Regions from separate parts of the Mus musculus genome. Here regions 2 and 3 are each linked to region 1. Evidence: chromatin contacts called from public HiChIP or PLAC-seq and promoter capture Hi-C data. All regions are on one chromosome and are shown on one strand. Each heading gives the region's core, a stretch centred on a gene start, on an enhancer-like site or on the middle of the called end of the contact. The rest is flanking DNA. Distances are from core to core; before and after follow the strand shown.

Region 1 (4,719 bases), core at 1,748-4,247:
GTGGCGCACGCCTTTAATCCCAGTACTTGGGAGGCAGAGGTAGGTGGATTTCTGAGTTCAAGACCAGCCTGGTCTACAGAGTGAGTTGCAGGACAGCCAGGGCTACACAGAGAAACCCTGTCTCGAAAAACCAAAATCCCAGCACTGGAGGCAGACGCAAGTGTTTGAGGCTAACCTGGTCTAAATAATGAGTTCCAGGACAGCCAACAATACATAGAGAGCCTCTGTCTCAAATAAGTAAGTTAGTAAATAAATACATAAATTCCCAGTCCCCTTGGGGCTTTTGAACAGCTGTAGCTAGGGATGCATATACTGCATGGTCTATACACAGAACTGCCTCATACCCTTGTGAAGTTTGTACTTGGCACAAAAAAAGTTACAACATACACAAAAAGAAGCTGGCATTAGCATTAGCTCACACTCCCTTACTAAGATGGGGAGACACATAAGCCCACTTCCCACCAAAGGAAGTTGCACGTTTTTTGTTTGCTTTTTTTTTTTTTTGTACAAAGTACCACTTGCCAAGAGTGCACTCTAGAGACAGAATCTTCATAGAGGGGCCCAAATCAGTCAGCTAACACTTCCATGGAAGAAGCCTGAATACCAGAGGATCAGATCCCACAGACACAGGCCCCACAGAGTGTTCAAAGTCGGATTTTGGCCAGAGAAAAAAAAGATGGTCTTAAACCCAGGGTTAAACAAAGAGGGTCCCAGGAAAACAAGGGAAACAGTTCAAGGAAAACAGCCCCCCTTTAAAAAACTATTTATAATTATGTGTGGACCCCCCTTGTGTGTGTGTGTGTGTGTGTGTGTGTGTGAGTGAGTACAGGTACCTTTTGAAGGTGTAAGATCCACCAGAGCTAGAGTTACAGACAGTTGTGAACCATCTGGTGTGGGTCATGGGAAATGAACTTGGGTCCTCTTAGAAGAATAGAAAATGTTCTTAACCTGTGAGCCGCCTCTCCCGCTATGAAGCTCTATGGATGACTATTGGTCAGAGAGGGTGGAGTACAACATTCTAAAGAGAAATTTCTGGGCTCTAGAGAATGGGGCCCAAATCACACAAATCTTTAAATTAAAGCCAGGTTTTATTATTTGTGTATTTTTCCAGTTATGGGGATTGAACCTAGGCTCTCATACAAATGCCCTACCAATAAGTACATTCCCAGTTTGGAGCCCAGATTCTAGAAACAGAAATCTTAAGTTTTCAAAAAAAAAAAAAAAAAAAAGTTCTGGACCAGTCCAGCACCCTGCACTCGTATGCTTGTGGGCAGGCTACCCGGTGACGCTGCCTTACAGAGAGACGCTTACTTCTTTGAAGCAAAGGTATGGCACAGAGGGGCTGAGGCTGGGGCTGGGGCTGGGGCTGGGGCTGGGGCTGGGGCTGGAACTCCCAGGAGTAGGCAGTTAGCATTATTTGGGTGAAGCAAATCTCTTTGGGAATGAAGAGAGCTGTTTGCAAAGTCCCTCACTCCCATCTCAAAGGGCCTCATTTATTTTCTGGCTCCCAAGAAGAGAGAGAAGGTATCTCCCAGGAGTGGAGAGGTATCCCAGGAGGACAGCACCCACTCTTGCCTAGCAGCAGGGAGGCATGGTACCTACTGTGCATGCGGTGCCCTTCCCCCAAGGCAGGCGTGTGGTCAGGGCCTTGTACTGCCAAAGGTAACTGACTGAGGTGCTGCTATCTTTCCTACCTCTTGAAACACAACAAAACAGCAATGTGCCTGCCTCCCTGGGCACAGGTGCTGTGGGTTCTAAGAACCCAGTAAGGCCCGGTTCTGCTTTGTCTTTCAGTCTGGGCTTCTGGGAAAGAGACAAGATAAGGGGTGAATGCCTAGTAGATCTGTATTCTGGATCCCTCACAAAGAGGGTCAATCACATGGGAGAAGAGTGTGTCTGTATACGTCAGTGTCTCTGTCTAGGGGCCTATGTTTACACCAATTTCTACTCTATAGGCACCTTGTGTGCCTAGATTGGACTGTATGTCAAGTGTCCATTGCTCCTGTTTCTGGATATGGACACCTTTATTTTTTTTCTCTCCCATCGCTGTGTGCATGTCATCTTTGTGCCTGTATGTCCCTAAGAAGACAACTGCTGTGGCAAGTGCTGGAATATAAGGTGCCCTCTGTCCTTAGAGAAAGCATCTATGGAAGCAGGAATGAGCGTGCCTAAGGACATCACTGAGGGAATCGGAGGCAGTGAGGGGACCTCTGTGGGCTTTCCAAGAAGACTGCTCCATTCCTGCCTGGCTCCAACTCGCCTTGGCAACTCACCACCACCAAATACCTTTGCCCTGGATTACCATAGAAGGCTTAGGCTTTTTTTTTTTTTTTTGAGACGGGGCGGGGGGTGGGGGTGGGGGGACACGGTCTCGCTGCGTAGCCCTGCCTGGCCTGGTACTTGTTACACAGACCAATGTAGGTGCCCTCGAACTCACAGAGATCTGCCAGGCTCTGCTTCTAGAGTGTCAGGATTAAGGAAGTATAGCTACTGTGCCCAGCCCCCAGAAGGTGACACTCTGGGCTGAGGTGTTCTGGTTTGGCTTCAGGTGAGGGCCTTCAGGCAGCCAGCTGTTAGCTCTTGGTACCACCTGAAGGCTTCCCCATCTTGTGTCCATTTAACTCCTTGCACACATGGAAAGGGGTGGAGGAAGTAGAGGTCCGATATGGGTCTACTCTTGCTTATTCCAGACGTAGATCTTCGCTCAACGCCCCCACACTCTATGGAGAAAGGTGTGGACCTACACCAGATGTATGTCCAGGTCTTGGCTTCCAAATCCTTCTGTGAACTCCAAGCTTGGGGGACCTAAAGACGCAAACCTCTGCAGCAAATCACCTAGGAGAGAGGAGAGGCGCGTTGTTCCTAAAGGGGCTACACAGTATGGGTCGCCCACGCGCGGCGCGCTCTGGGCTCAAGTGGGGCGGAGCCCCGCGTGAGCGCGCCAGGGGCGGGGCTTCGGGGGCGCGCCCAGAAGGGCGGAGGGAAGGATTGTGGGCGTGACTAAGATTGGGGGCTGGCAGCGGCGGCAGCAGGGAGCTGGGAAGCTGAGAAGCCGGGAGTGCGGGGCTCAGTCGGGGGGCGGCGGCGGCGGCGGCTCCGGGGATGGCGGCGGCTCCGCTGCTGCTGCTGCTGCTGCTCGTGCCCGTGCCGCTGCTGCCGCTGCTGGCCCAGGGGCCTGGGGGCGCACTGGGAAACCGGCATGCGGTATACTGGAACAGCTCCAATCAGCAGTGAGTCGGGGACCCGGAGAACCCGTGCGTCCCGCGTCAGTGATGGGGGAGCTGGTGGGCCCGAGAAGTCCTAGGGGAACCTGGCAGCAGTCCTGGGAGACAGGCTTGGTACCGAGAGGCGAGGGAGAGGGGACGCACTATGTGGGCGTCTGTGAAACTCGGGGGTGTCTGAGAGAAGCTGTTGGGGCATAGTAAAGAGCGCTCTGGCCGTGCGGAGGAGGCTGTTGGGGGTCCCTAACCCCATCTTGGTTTCTCTCCACACTCGCCAATGGAATAGTGTTCTCTGTCCCGTAGTCTCCCCCACCATCCACGCTCCTTTTGGCTAGGTTGAAGTCTGTGAGTACCGGTGTGCTAGGGATAGGCCGCTGCGTTTGGGAGCTGAAGGATGACCTGTTTTCAGCCTGTAATGTTGATGGGGTTCTGCTTAAGACTCTTGGTTTTAAAAGTGGGGTTCGGCATTAAGGCAGGAACTCCGATTCTCCACCTCCTCAGGACGAAGGGTAAGGGGTTGCTCTGGTTGTGTGAATAAGCCCTGCTGGGGTGAGCCGGGCCAGGGTCGCGAAGTTGGGGGGCCCTAGGAACGCAGGGTACTGGTGAGAAGGAAGAAGGCAGAGATGTCGGCATGTCACACACACACACACACACACACACGCACACACACACACACACACACGCACTGAAGCTAGGGACGGCGTATGGCACTGAGTGTGAACGGGCGTGCGCGGCTGTCAGTGTGCGTGTGTCTGTGTGTGATTTGTGTGTCTGCGTCGGCGACCGTCTAGGGGTGGGAGCGGGCGGCGGATCGGGGAGGGGGCTGCGGTCGGTGTCCGCGTGGCCAGTCTTGTCTGGGCTGGGGTGGCTCTTGGCGCCGCCGCGGTCTGGGCGGGTGTCAGGGCGGCCGTGTGGTTTCCTCCGGTGTGTGGCGCGGCGGCTCGGTGCCGGCTGCCGGACCGGGCCATCATTCTGCACAGTCCTTGCTGCCCTTGTCTTCTCCCTGCCGAGCTGTCGTGTGTATCACTCTGGCCACCTCAGTGTATTGGTAGGGGGATCCCTGGGGACACGGGGATCACTGTCACACCTGCCCGGGCGGTGGCGGCAGCTTTGCTTCTGACTCTCCGCCCTGGGGGCCGACTAGGGAACAAATGGTGAGACCCCAGGGGAGGGGACCTGAAGGGCCTCGACCACGACCCCCAACCTTCCGGGGGAGGGGCTCCTGCTTGCTGCTCTGCTCTTTGTTGTTTGGGGCTCTGCGCCTCCCCCTCTTTCTCCTCGCGCCCAGAGTGTCAGACTGGGGGTGGGGATGAGCTAATGACGCCCCCCTTTCGCTTCCCATGGAAACCTCGGGGGTGGGGTTGCAGCCCCTCCCCCCCGGAGCGGGACTCCATCCTCCCCGGGGGGCCCCGAGGGCTGACTCCCCTGCTGTATCTATCTTGCTCATCCCCCCCTTAAGATTTACACGTCCGACCCCCGCCCCGCTACAGTCTGGCAC
Region 2 (5,019 bases), core at 829-3,328, 570 kb before region 1:
GTGATGGGACACTAGATACCAGGAGCAGGACTCTCAGGGGCCCCCAGACCACTGTCTGAACTCTCATTGCTCAGAGAAGGCAAATGGGCCCCATCAGGGGTCTCCACACTGCCTAAAACTCATGGGTAAGGCCAGGTGCTACATGCTTACAATTTCAGCCTTTTGAAGCCTGCGGCAGGAGGATCACTATCACTCTGAGGCCAGCTTAGGGCCACATAGCAAGAGCCTGTCTCAAAAATGAACAAAACTAGGCAAGACACTATAGAAGCCTAACCCTAGCCAACCAGCCAGCAACTAAGCTGTGGCTAGATTACACACCATGTGCCCCAAGGGGCAAGGACACACTTTGAGAAACTGGCAGGGAGATTCTGCATTCTTTCCTGATTTTAGTCCCACCTGAGGTACTTCTGTCCTCCCTGCAGAGTCTTGTTAGGAGCCTGGGACGCAGTGACATGACACGTTCCTTTCTGCATGTGACATGCCTTGGCAAGGGCCAGGAAGACTCACAATCCTCAGGTGCCCGTCTTCCCTTGTCTGTGATGCTCTATGATGAAGCAGGAGCTGGGTGTCGGGAGCTGGTTCCTCCTCAAGGTCATTGCAGGGAGAAACAGAAGCAGGAAAAGATGTGGCCGTCGTCATCGAGGCTGGTACGGGAGGCAGACTGGAGCCTGGTCTGCACATACCGTAGCAGGGGCCTCCTCTGTCAGCAGAGCCAGTGCTGATCCATCCTCTTGGAGGGTCTCATACACCGCCTCTTCCCTGTGGGGCTCCCTTCCTTTCTTGCTGTGTAAGGAGACTTCAGACCCCAGCCGTCCCCCAGGTGGCTCCCTTCTGAATTCCTTAAATGTACTGTGCCCCTTTTATGAACTGGTTCTGGGCAATCTGCTTATCAAACTCCCAGTGGTTTCTCAAGGCCTTCTAAAGTTTCTCTTTGCCCTCTAGAACGATTTATTTCTCCTCTCTGTTCTCAGCATCAGGAATATATTTTATTTCCAAATAGCCAGGATTGTGAGTAGTTTTAAGGCCCCCAGGAATCTGGAGATTGGACAAGATAGCAGTATGGAAGAGTGGGGAGAACACAGCCACAGCGTGGAGCAGATGTGCAGTGGCTGCTAATACCCTCTCCTGGCGGAGACGTGTGGCCTCGTGTGCAACACTGCATGGAAAATGTTGAATCCTTCAGGAGGGGACAGGTTTAAGCTTGCTGCCTGACTGTCACAGGCTGAACAGTTGCTCAAGGGCAGATGTTGTGTGCTCTTTGCTGAATCTCATCCTGTGTAGCAGCTGCCACACCTCACGCTGCCTTCAGGGTATGGGAGGGATCCTATGGTCACTGGGCCTGTCTCACAGGAAGAGTGTTCCCGGAGTACAAGCCCACCTGATTCCCTGCTGTGCCTCCTCCAGTGGGGTCTACTGAGGCGAAGTCCTGGCCACCTTCAAAAGTGCGAGACATCCAGAAAATGGAGGCTGAGCCCAAAGATGGTTCTTTTTGTCCCTTCCAGAATCAAGCTTGCTGGGAAGGGAGGGCTGAGGGTGAGGAGTCTGGCCAGTGACAAACAAGAGCTACAAGGGTGGGGTGGAGACTCTGGTCTGAAAGTGTTTAGAAACTTGCCTGTCTTAAGTCCACCCCATCACCAGGATTCCATGCACACTGCACACCCCCACCCCCTTCACCCCACCCCATGTAATACCTGGGATCCGTATGTCTTTGTTTAAAGAAAAAAATATATGAGCAAGATTAGACTCTTTAAAGCCTGAGAAAGCCAAATTGGTGTTGTGCCTATTGTCCCACTCCTACTGAAGGAGTAGGGTGGGTCTCTTTAGCCAGGGGTTCAGAGCCAGCTTGGGGAAATGTAGTTACACCTTTGTCTCAGAAGACAAAGCAAACGTGCAAAGCTCTATGGAAGAGCAAAGCAAGAGAAAGGAGACCTTGGTATCCCATCCTCTGCCTGGGCAGACAGAGGTTCAGGGAGGGTGCTTCTGAGACTTTCACATTCGCTGTTCAAAAGCTGCTACTGAGGCTATCTGACCACTATGCAGGAGCTAAGGGCTGACTCAGAGCTGAGTCAGGAGGCCGAGCAGTGGGTGGGTGGGAGGTCAGGCTGTCCCTTTGGACTGGCACCGAGCTCTTTTGTCCTGGCCTCCCCAGTGAGAACGTCCTTTTGATCTTTAGGCACACCAGGTTTCTGAGATCAAAGTTAAATACAGTGGGTTTTTTTTTTTTTCCACAGTCTCAGAAGAAATATGTTTTTGAAGCAGGGCTGACGGGCACCATTTGCAGATGGGTTTTTATAATTAATTGTCCCGGATTTAAAAAAGACAGAAGGAAAGAAAGAAACGGGTGACTCAGTTTTAAAGATTCAGAAGACCATCAGTCAAGTTCCGCGGCAGGGGAAGTAACCATTGTCTGCTCTTTATGGCTCTGCTTTTGTGGGAAGGAAAAGAAAGATTGTTTGTGGGGAGGGGTCGGTATTTCTCCCAATTACCTGAATAAATTTGTCATTGTTCTCAAGGGTAGTAACTGAACAGTCCTGGCCAATATGCAAGTTAGTCACCAACCATGCAAAGGTTTCTATTGGGAGGGAAAGGGATAGGGAAGTGGCCAGAGGAATATTTTTCATGGAACTGACAAGGGCAGGAGCAGAAGAGAACTCTGCAGTGTCCCCTAGCTGGACCCCAGTGCAGGGTCTGCCCACTCGGCTTCATGGAGGACTCTGCTTGGACCACCGGTGGTTCTGGGTGAGGTGTGGAGGCCTTGTCGTATTTCAAACAAGCATGGAATGAGTGCCGTTGTGTTCCCTGGTACGAGGCAAGCAGGACCTTACGGTCTTACGGTCATGGCTGCGTGGTGACCTGTGTAGGCAGTTATGCATCGCTTCATAATGGGGACGTGCTCTAAGAAATGTGCTGTCTGATGGTTTTGTTGATGTGCAGATAGAGTAGTTACCCAATCCTTGATATTTTGGTCAGTGACTTGATGTGGTCTCTATCACGAGGTGAGGCAAGCAGATGTACCACTTGCCAGCATAATGTGGCATACTCTTTTATAGCAAAATTTTATTATTCTATTTAAAATTGTGTGTGTGGGCATGTGCACACATGCATCTGGAGGCTAGCAATTGGCCTAGGGCGTGTTCCTTAGTCACTCTCCACCCTATTTGTTTATTTTTCAGTTAAAACAAAATCAGATCTAAAGCCAGGCAGCAGTGGGACATGCCTTAATCCTGGCACTCAGGAGCAGAGGCAGAGGCAGAAGCAGGGGCACAGGCAGGGGGATATCCCAGTTCAGAGCCAGCCTGTCTAGGGGGAAAGTCACATCTGTTTATCTAATGTGGATACACATACACCATGACATGAACATGAAGGTAGGAGGAGTTGGTTCTCGCCTCCTACCATGTGGAGTCTGGGGGCCAAACGCAGGTTCTCAGGCTTGTCAGTAAGTGCTTCCCCAGCTGAGGCATCCCACTGGCTTCTGCCACCTCACTGTGACAGTGTCTCACTGAATCTGGAGTGTGCCAATCCAGCTAGGCCAGCTGGGCAGCAAGCCCCAGGGATTCTCTTGTCTCCAGCTCTCTAGCTCAGGGATGACGGGCGCTTGCTGCTGTGCCTGGGTGTCACGTGGGGCTTGGGAATCAAACTCGGGTCCTTACACTCAGTGTGTCGAACCATTTTCCCAGCTGTATTTAAAAAAATTCGTGTGTGTATATGTGTGTACATGTGTGTGTGAGCATGTTCATGTGTGTGTGTGCACATGTATGTGTATGAGCATGCTTGTGTGTGTGTGAGCAATGCACACAGATGCACACGCATGTAGAGGTTAGAGGACAAATCTTGAGGAGTCAGTTCAGTCTTGCCATTTTGGATCCAGGGATCACACTCAGGTTGTCAGGCCTTTGTGCAATCGTCTCTACAAACTGAGTCCTCCCACTGGCCTGATGTTTTTGGTTTATTGAGACAGAATCTCAGTTAGCCCAGGATGGCAAAAGCCCATGATTTTGAACTCCTGATCCTCTTGCCTCCATCTCCAAAGTGCTTGGATTATGGCATTTGGTATTTAAATGAGAAGGACCCCAATAGGCTCATGGGTTTGAGTTCTTAGTCTTCAACTAGTGGAACTGTTTGGGAAGGATTAGGCCTCTCTCTCTCTCTCTCTCTCTCTCTCTCTCTCTCTCTCTCTCTCTCTCACACACACACACACACACACACATACACACACACATACTCCTAAGGTGTGATCTTGTTGGAGGAGGTGTGTCTCTAGAGGTGGGCTTTGAGGTTTCAAAAGTCCACATCTCTCTCTCTCTCCCCACTTCCTCCTTCCTTTCCTCCCTCCTCCCTTCTTCTTTCCCCCTTCCTAAGATGTAAAGTTCTCAACTACTGCTCCAGTGCCATGCCTGTCTGCTTTATGATATGATAATACTGGGTTACTCTCATGACAGCAAATAAAATAGTATCTAAGACAAAAATATAGCAGTAGGCCTGGCTAAAAAAGAAAATAGGAATACATAGTTTAAAAAGAAAAAGGAATACATTCTAAAGTAAGCACACTTATAACCCTATCATTCAGCCACACCTGGTCCCTATGCTATACCTCTATCTGACTCAGTAAGGTGGTCCACACCAGCGGTCCTGCAGACATATGCATGCTGTGGAGTGACCTCACGGTGGCCATATCACTGGTCATGAACTGCACTAGAATTACTGCAGTTCTAATTTTATGGAGCCTTACTCTGTAGGTGGCCTGTGGTTGACAAAAACATCTTGTACCCATGACTAGTTCAGGACAGTGGCCTGAGCAAATGCCAAAGAAAGTATGAGATGTCCATGGTTGCTGGGCTTTCATCCGCCATGCACTGGTGCTCCCAGGCTGCACTGGTGGTGCCCCAGGGCTGCCCTGTGAATTCTGATAGTCGCTCTTCAGCTGCAGAGTGCTGCTGCCAACATTGCAACAGAGCCACCTGCCAGTAGAGACTCTCTTTGGACAGCATTTCTTTCTTTCTTTCTCCCTTTTTTTTTTAT
Region 3 (4,961 bases), core at 1,328-3,827, 670 kb after region 1:
TGAAATCTCACCAACCCCCACCCTGGAAAACTCTGCCCCACAAGAAAAGCTGTATAACACGTGTCTTCTGCTCAGTTCTCTGTAGCTTCTCTCCCTAGCTGAGGTGTCTTTCCCAATAAATCTATTGTGTGGGGTTTGTTGTGCCGAGTGACTTTGTGCTATTATTCCTTGACTCCTGACTGCTAGGACACCTTTCTCTTCACAGCTATAACACAGGTAGCCCTTGGGTTGCAGCTGAGTGCCTTCTGCCAACCTCATCCCACCTCTCTCTTGCTCAAAACCCCAACATTCTGTTTCCCAGAAAGCAACTCTCTCACGTCTGGGGTTCTCATATGGGCTAGAGCTTCTCTGAAATGCCTCTCTGACCCCACCCCCAGCACCCCAAGACAACCGAGTACCAGATACTTCCTTAACCAGCAGAAGAGTGCCGAACTGCTCTCAGAATCCTTGAAAAAAAAATCTCACTCTTACCTCCCCAGTCCATGCTCTCTCCCAAAGCTCCTGCCGTGGAGAGAGATGTGAGGAGAGAAAGGAGATGATGCCATTAGAGACGGTCTTCAGCTGAGACTGAGCTCATGGGGAGACAGGATGAGGTGTGGTAAAGGCTTTTCTCAGGTTCCAGAACTCTACAGTGAGGCTTGGGATATGGAGGAATGTGGATATGACGGGGCTCTGAGTACACCAGAAAAATGGAGTGGCAGTGGGGGTGGGACAGGTTGGCAGGACTGTTCAGGGATGTAGAGCAGACCTGAAGGTGTGGCCGTGGTCATCCACCTATGGCCTCACAAGTCCAATGTGCCCAGAAGGGGTATACAGGGAACTGCAACTTCCTCCGTCTCATTTCTTTCCCCTTCTTAGCATCAAGGTCACATGGTACTGCACTGAATTCTGACCTGTGTTTTAGTTGGCAGTGTTCCCTTGGCATGATAACAGCTGTTCATTGTCCTGCTTCCTTCCATGACCAATGCTCCAAACTTCCCCTTGAAATGACAGTCATCATGCAAAGAACAAGGTATGGACTCACGCTAGCTCCCTGAACAACGGACTATCTTCATCTGATTTAACTTCTGTAAGGAATTTTTATTTATATGTATGTCTGCACGTATGGACATGTAGCACATTCGAGCCAGTGGAGACCAAAAGAGGGGGTCAAATTCTTTAGAACTGGAGTGATAGATGACGGTGAGATACTAGATGGGTGCTGGGTACCACACGCAGGTCATCTGCAAGATACTAACTCCTTAGGTATCTCTAGCCCCAATTTAAAACTATTTAAATAGTATTTGCCTGTGTGAGCATGGATGTTCAGTATGCTACTGAATGCAGGCAAATGTCAGGACAACTTTCAGGAATCTGTTCTCTCCTCCCACCTTGTGGATCCTGACCACCCAGTGCACATTGTCAGGGCCGACAAGCAGGTACTTGATATCTAGTCCCAAACTTGTTTGGTTTGGTTTTGAGACAGGGTTTCAGAACCTAACCTTGTCTGGCCTGGAATTCAGTAGACAGACCAGGCTGGGTGTGCCAGCAAACCATTAAGCCTGTCACCATCTAATCTTATTTTGAAGATTTAGTAGTGCTGGGGGGTACATACTACTGTGCATGTATAAAAGTCAGAAGACAACCCCGGGATGCCTGTCCTCTCCTACCTTTATGTAGGCAGGTTCCAGGGACAGCCATCTCCACGGGCGTATTTATTTATATATAGATTATACCTTGTTGTACTGCCAAGTTTGGCCTTGGTGATCAGGTGATCCAGCTGCCTCAGCCATGCAGGTAGCAGTGACCACAGCTCTTTGGCATCTCGCTGAATTGTATATTTTCTTAACACTTTTGGGGGGAGAATTGTGTGTGTGTGTGTGTGTGTGTGTGTGTGTGTGTGTGTGTGAGATGAGTGTGGAGGTCAAAGGGCAGCTTGTGAGTGGCATGTCTATCCTTCTCCTATGCAGATCCTGTAGACTGAATTCAAATCACCAGGCTTGGCAGCAGGCCCCTTTCCCCAAACAGCCCCGATCTCTGGCCTGCCCCCATTAACATTTTAAGCAAAGCAGCACAGGGCCCCAATCAGAGAGACACAGGAAAGGCACAGCAACTGTGGGACTCTGAGTGATGTGTGTTCCTCTCTCTTTTTCTGACTCCCAGTCTGGTTTTCTAATGCCATATTCCTTCCCTAACCTCTCCTCACACCTCTCCTTTTCTCAGAGAGCTCTCTGCACTCCGGGGAGAGAGAAAAAGCGTCTTCTGGTTTGGCTCCACATCTCTACTGTTTCCCTTTCCTTCCCTATTACATGCATGTTGACAGTGTGAACATAGCCCTCCCTTGCACTGCCCCACCCACCACGGTTGTCCAACTGGGAAGAAGCAGGCTGTTCTACCCACACCTGTCCCTCTTAGGTGTGAGCATGGGCAGGGGCTCTTACAACCCGAAGCTCTAGACCAACACCCAGATTCCAAGGGCTCTTCTAAGAGCTCTCCTGAGACAACAGCGGCGGCGGGTGGTTGCTTGCCAGGCCGGAAGGCGGGCACTCCCTGGTTCCTCTGCTCTGCTGTGCTCTAGCAACCTCCGCGGTCTTGCGATGGCCACATCCAATTCTTCTGCCTCTCTGCCCACCCTCTTCTGGGTCAATGGCTCTGGAGACAGCGTGCTGAGCACTGACGGTGCTGCCATGCCTGTCCAGTTCCTTGTTCTGAGGATCATGGTTGCACTGGCCTATGGACTTGTAGGTATCATTGGCTTGCTGGGAAATTTGGCCGTACTGTGGGTTCTAGGTAACTGTGGTCAGCGTGTGCCCGGCCTGTCTTCTGATACCTTTGTCTTCAGCCTGGCTCTAGCAGACTTGGGGCTGGCCCTTACTCTCCCTTTCTGGGCAACCGAGTCAGCAATGGACTTCCACTGGCCTTTCGGAAGTGCCCTCTGCAAGGTAGTCCTGACCACCACCGTCCTCAGCATCTATGCCAGCACCTTCCTAATCACAGCACTGAGTATCGCGCGATACTGGGTGGTAGCCATGGCTGTGGGACCAGGTAGTCACCTCTCAGTCTTTTGGGCCCGTGTGGTCACCCTGGCAGTGTGGGTGGCAGCTGCCCTGGTGACTGTGCCCACAGCAATCTTTGGGGCTGAAGTTGAGTTGTGGGGCGTGTGCCTCTGTCTTCTGCGTTTCCCCAGCAGATACTGGCTGGGAGCTTACCAGCTACAGAGGGTAGTTCTGGCCTTCATCGTGCCCTTGGGAGTCATTACCACCAGTTACCTGCTGCTGTTGGCCTTTCTAGAGCGGCAGCAAAGATGCAGGCCACGACAATGGCAGGACAGCCGAGTGGTAGCCCGCTCTGTCCGTGTCCTGGTGGCTTCCTTCGCCCTCTGCTGGGTTCCCAACCATGTAGTCACTCTCTGGGAAATTCTGGTAAGGTTTGACCTGGTGCCCTGGGACAGTACTTTCTACACCTTTCATACTTACATCCTTCCCATCACCACCTGCTTGGCCCACAGCAACAGCTGCCTCAACCCTGTGATCTATTGTCTCCTGCGGCGGGAGCCCCAGCAGGTTCTTGTCAGCTCCTTCAGAGCTCTCTGGTCAAGACTGTGGCCTCAAAGGAAGGCCTGCATGGAACAAATGGCCCTCAAGGAGGTAGGCGGGAGAACGGTAGCCAGCACCCAGGAGAGTGGCTCTTCTAGGACACACACAAACACAATGGAACACCTGGATGAAGGATGCAGCCTGAACACTCTCCTTTCTGAGACCTATCAGGGGCAGAGCCCACAGATTCTAGGGAGGAGCAGCTGCTCTCTCAGTCAGGCTGCTGTGTCCCCAGGAGAAGTCTGATCTTTGATCACCAACTCTGGGTGTGACAGAACGGAGAAGCTGGAGTCCAAACAGGAGGTGGATGTGGCAAAGCTTATCTCTGGAGATGGCAAAGAGGAACTGAGAATAAACCAGATCGGTCAGAGACTGTCTTGACCTTTCATGCAAGTACTTCACAGGATAACTAACGTCCATCACCCGGTTTAGACTAACAGGTCAGGTGTCGGTTCTCCCTGTCACTTTAGAATAGGGCACCCGTTATGCCTCTTTGGTACCAAACCCAAAAATGTATTCTCTGGCCAATAAGCTTTTTGTCATCTTAGAGGTACCCATTAGGAATGATGTAGAAGCCTCCCCTTCAACGTTTGTCTGTCGTTTTGCTGCCACAAGATGCAGACCCTGAGTGTATAGCCTTTGAGAATAGTGAATAGATCTGTCCCTTTCAATCAAGGATTGGGTAACAATCACAAGGGTCTGGGCGTGGGGGTGGGGAGTCAAGAGATACAGAAAAGTTTTGTAGGCTGAGGGTCAGAAACCAGAAGCTAGTCTCACTGAGTACAACTGCACTTCAGCCAAGCGCCAGAGCATGTGGGCTGGAATCTTCCCCCCACGCAAATTATTCTAGAAGTCAGTTCTCCCCTTCTAAAATTGGAGGCAGGGTTTCATCATACCCAGGCTGGTCTCACACTGTAAAGCTGAGGGTCGCTTGGAATCTTTAATCTTGATCCCAGATGCTCGAATTATAGGCATGTGCCAACAAGTTGAGCTTTTCAGATCATTTTAGCCTATTCTTCCTTCTTTCCTGTACTTATGTATGTATGTATGCATGCTTGCATGTACATTTGTGTTCACACTTGTACGTGTGTCAGAAGCAAACATAAGGTTTTTTCATTTCCTCGTCTTTGTTTTTATTGAGACGGTCTTACGACCTAACCCTAACTGTCCTGGAATTCACTCTGTAGACCAGGCTGTCCCTTGAACTCAGACACTCACCTGCTTCTGCCTCCCATGTGCTGGAACTACAGGCATGTGCCAACGCACCTTGCTTTGATTTTTAAAAAAATTACACTTTATTCAAGTGTGTTCAGACGAGGAGACATGTTCCACATGCATGTGGCGATCAGGACAGCTTGGGGTCTGCTTTCTCTTTCCCCCCTCTTA

What was found. Promoter capture Hi-C pulls out the DNA fragments that hold promoters and counts their contacts. HiChIP or PLAC-seq counts read pairs in DNA pulled down with a chosen protein or histone mark.
Region 2: an HNF4G HiChIP or PLAC-seq map of pancreatic cancer cells shows a contact between it and region 1. The contact joins the enhancer-like site here to the promoter of Efna3 in region 1. A contact is called at or near these places in 1 of 39 promoter capture datasets (hippocampal neurons), 4 of 115 datasets of contacts at active chromatin or transcription factors (T-cell acute lymphoblastic leukemia, embryonic forebrain, embryonic stem cells and 1 more) and 1 of 9 other capture datasets (embryonic stem cells).
Region 3: a contact with region 1 is called in a promoter capture Hi-C map of liver, with 2.5 times the contacts expected there. The contact joins the promoter of Rxfp4 here to the promoter of Efna3 in region 1. A contact is called at or near these places in 1 of 39 promoter capture datasets (liver), 1 of 115 datasets of contacts at active chromatin or transcription factors (pancreatic cancer cells) and 1 of 9 other capture datasets (pancreatic islet).

The regions. Positions count from the first base shown.
Region 1 is chr3:89,321,217-89,325,935 of GRCm38.p6, reverse strand. It overlaps Efna3 (ephrin A3), which reads left to right and starts at 2,997. Exons shown (of 5, transcript NM_010108.2): 1 at 2,997-3,230. The coding sequence starts at 3,103. It overlaps Gm34118 (a long non-coding RNA gene), which reads left to right. Exons shown (of 3, transcript XR_375829.3): 3 at 1-33.
Region 2 is chr3:89,893,795-89,898,813 of GRCm38.p6, reverse strand. All of the region lies in intron 1 of Il6ra (interleukin 6 receptor, alpha), which reads left to right. Among named protein-coding and RNA genes, the nearest start is that of Il6ra, 17 kb to the left of the region's middle. Within about 2 kb of position 2,078, at least 88 of the 459 cell types and tissues checked have an H3K27ac peak or open chromatin away from gene starts, as enhancers often do. A contact at or near this core is called in pancreatic cancer cells, where this site is marked.
Region 3 is chr3:88,650,758-88,655,718 of GRCm38.p6, reverse strand. It overlaps Rxfp4 (relaxin family peptide receptor 4), which reads left to right and starts at 2,577. Exons shown (of 1, transcript NM_181817.1): 1 at 2,577-3,821. The coding sequence starts at 2,577. The coding sequence ends at 3,821.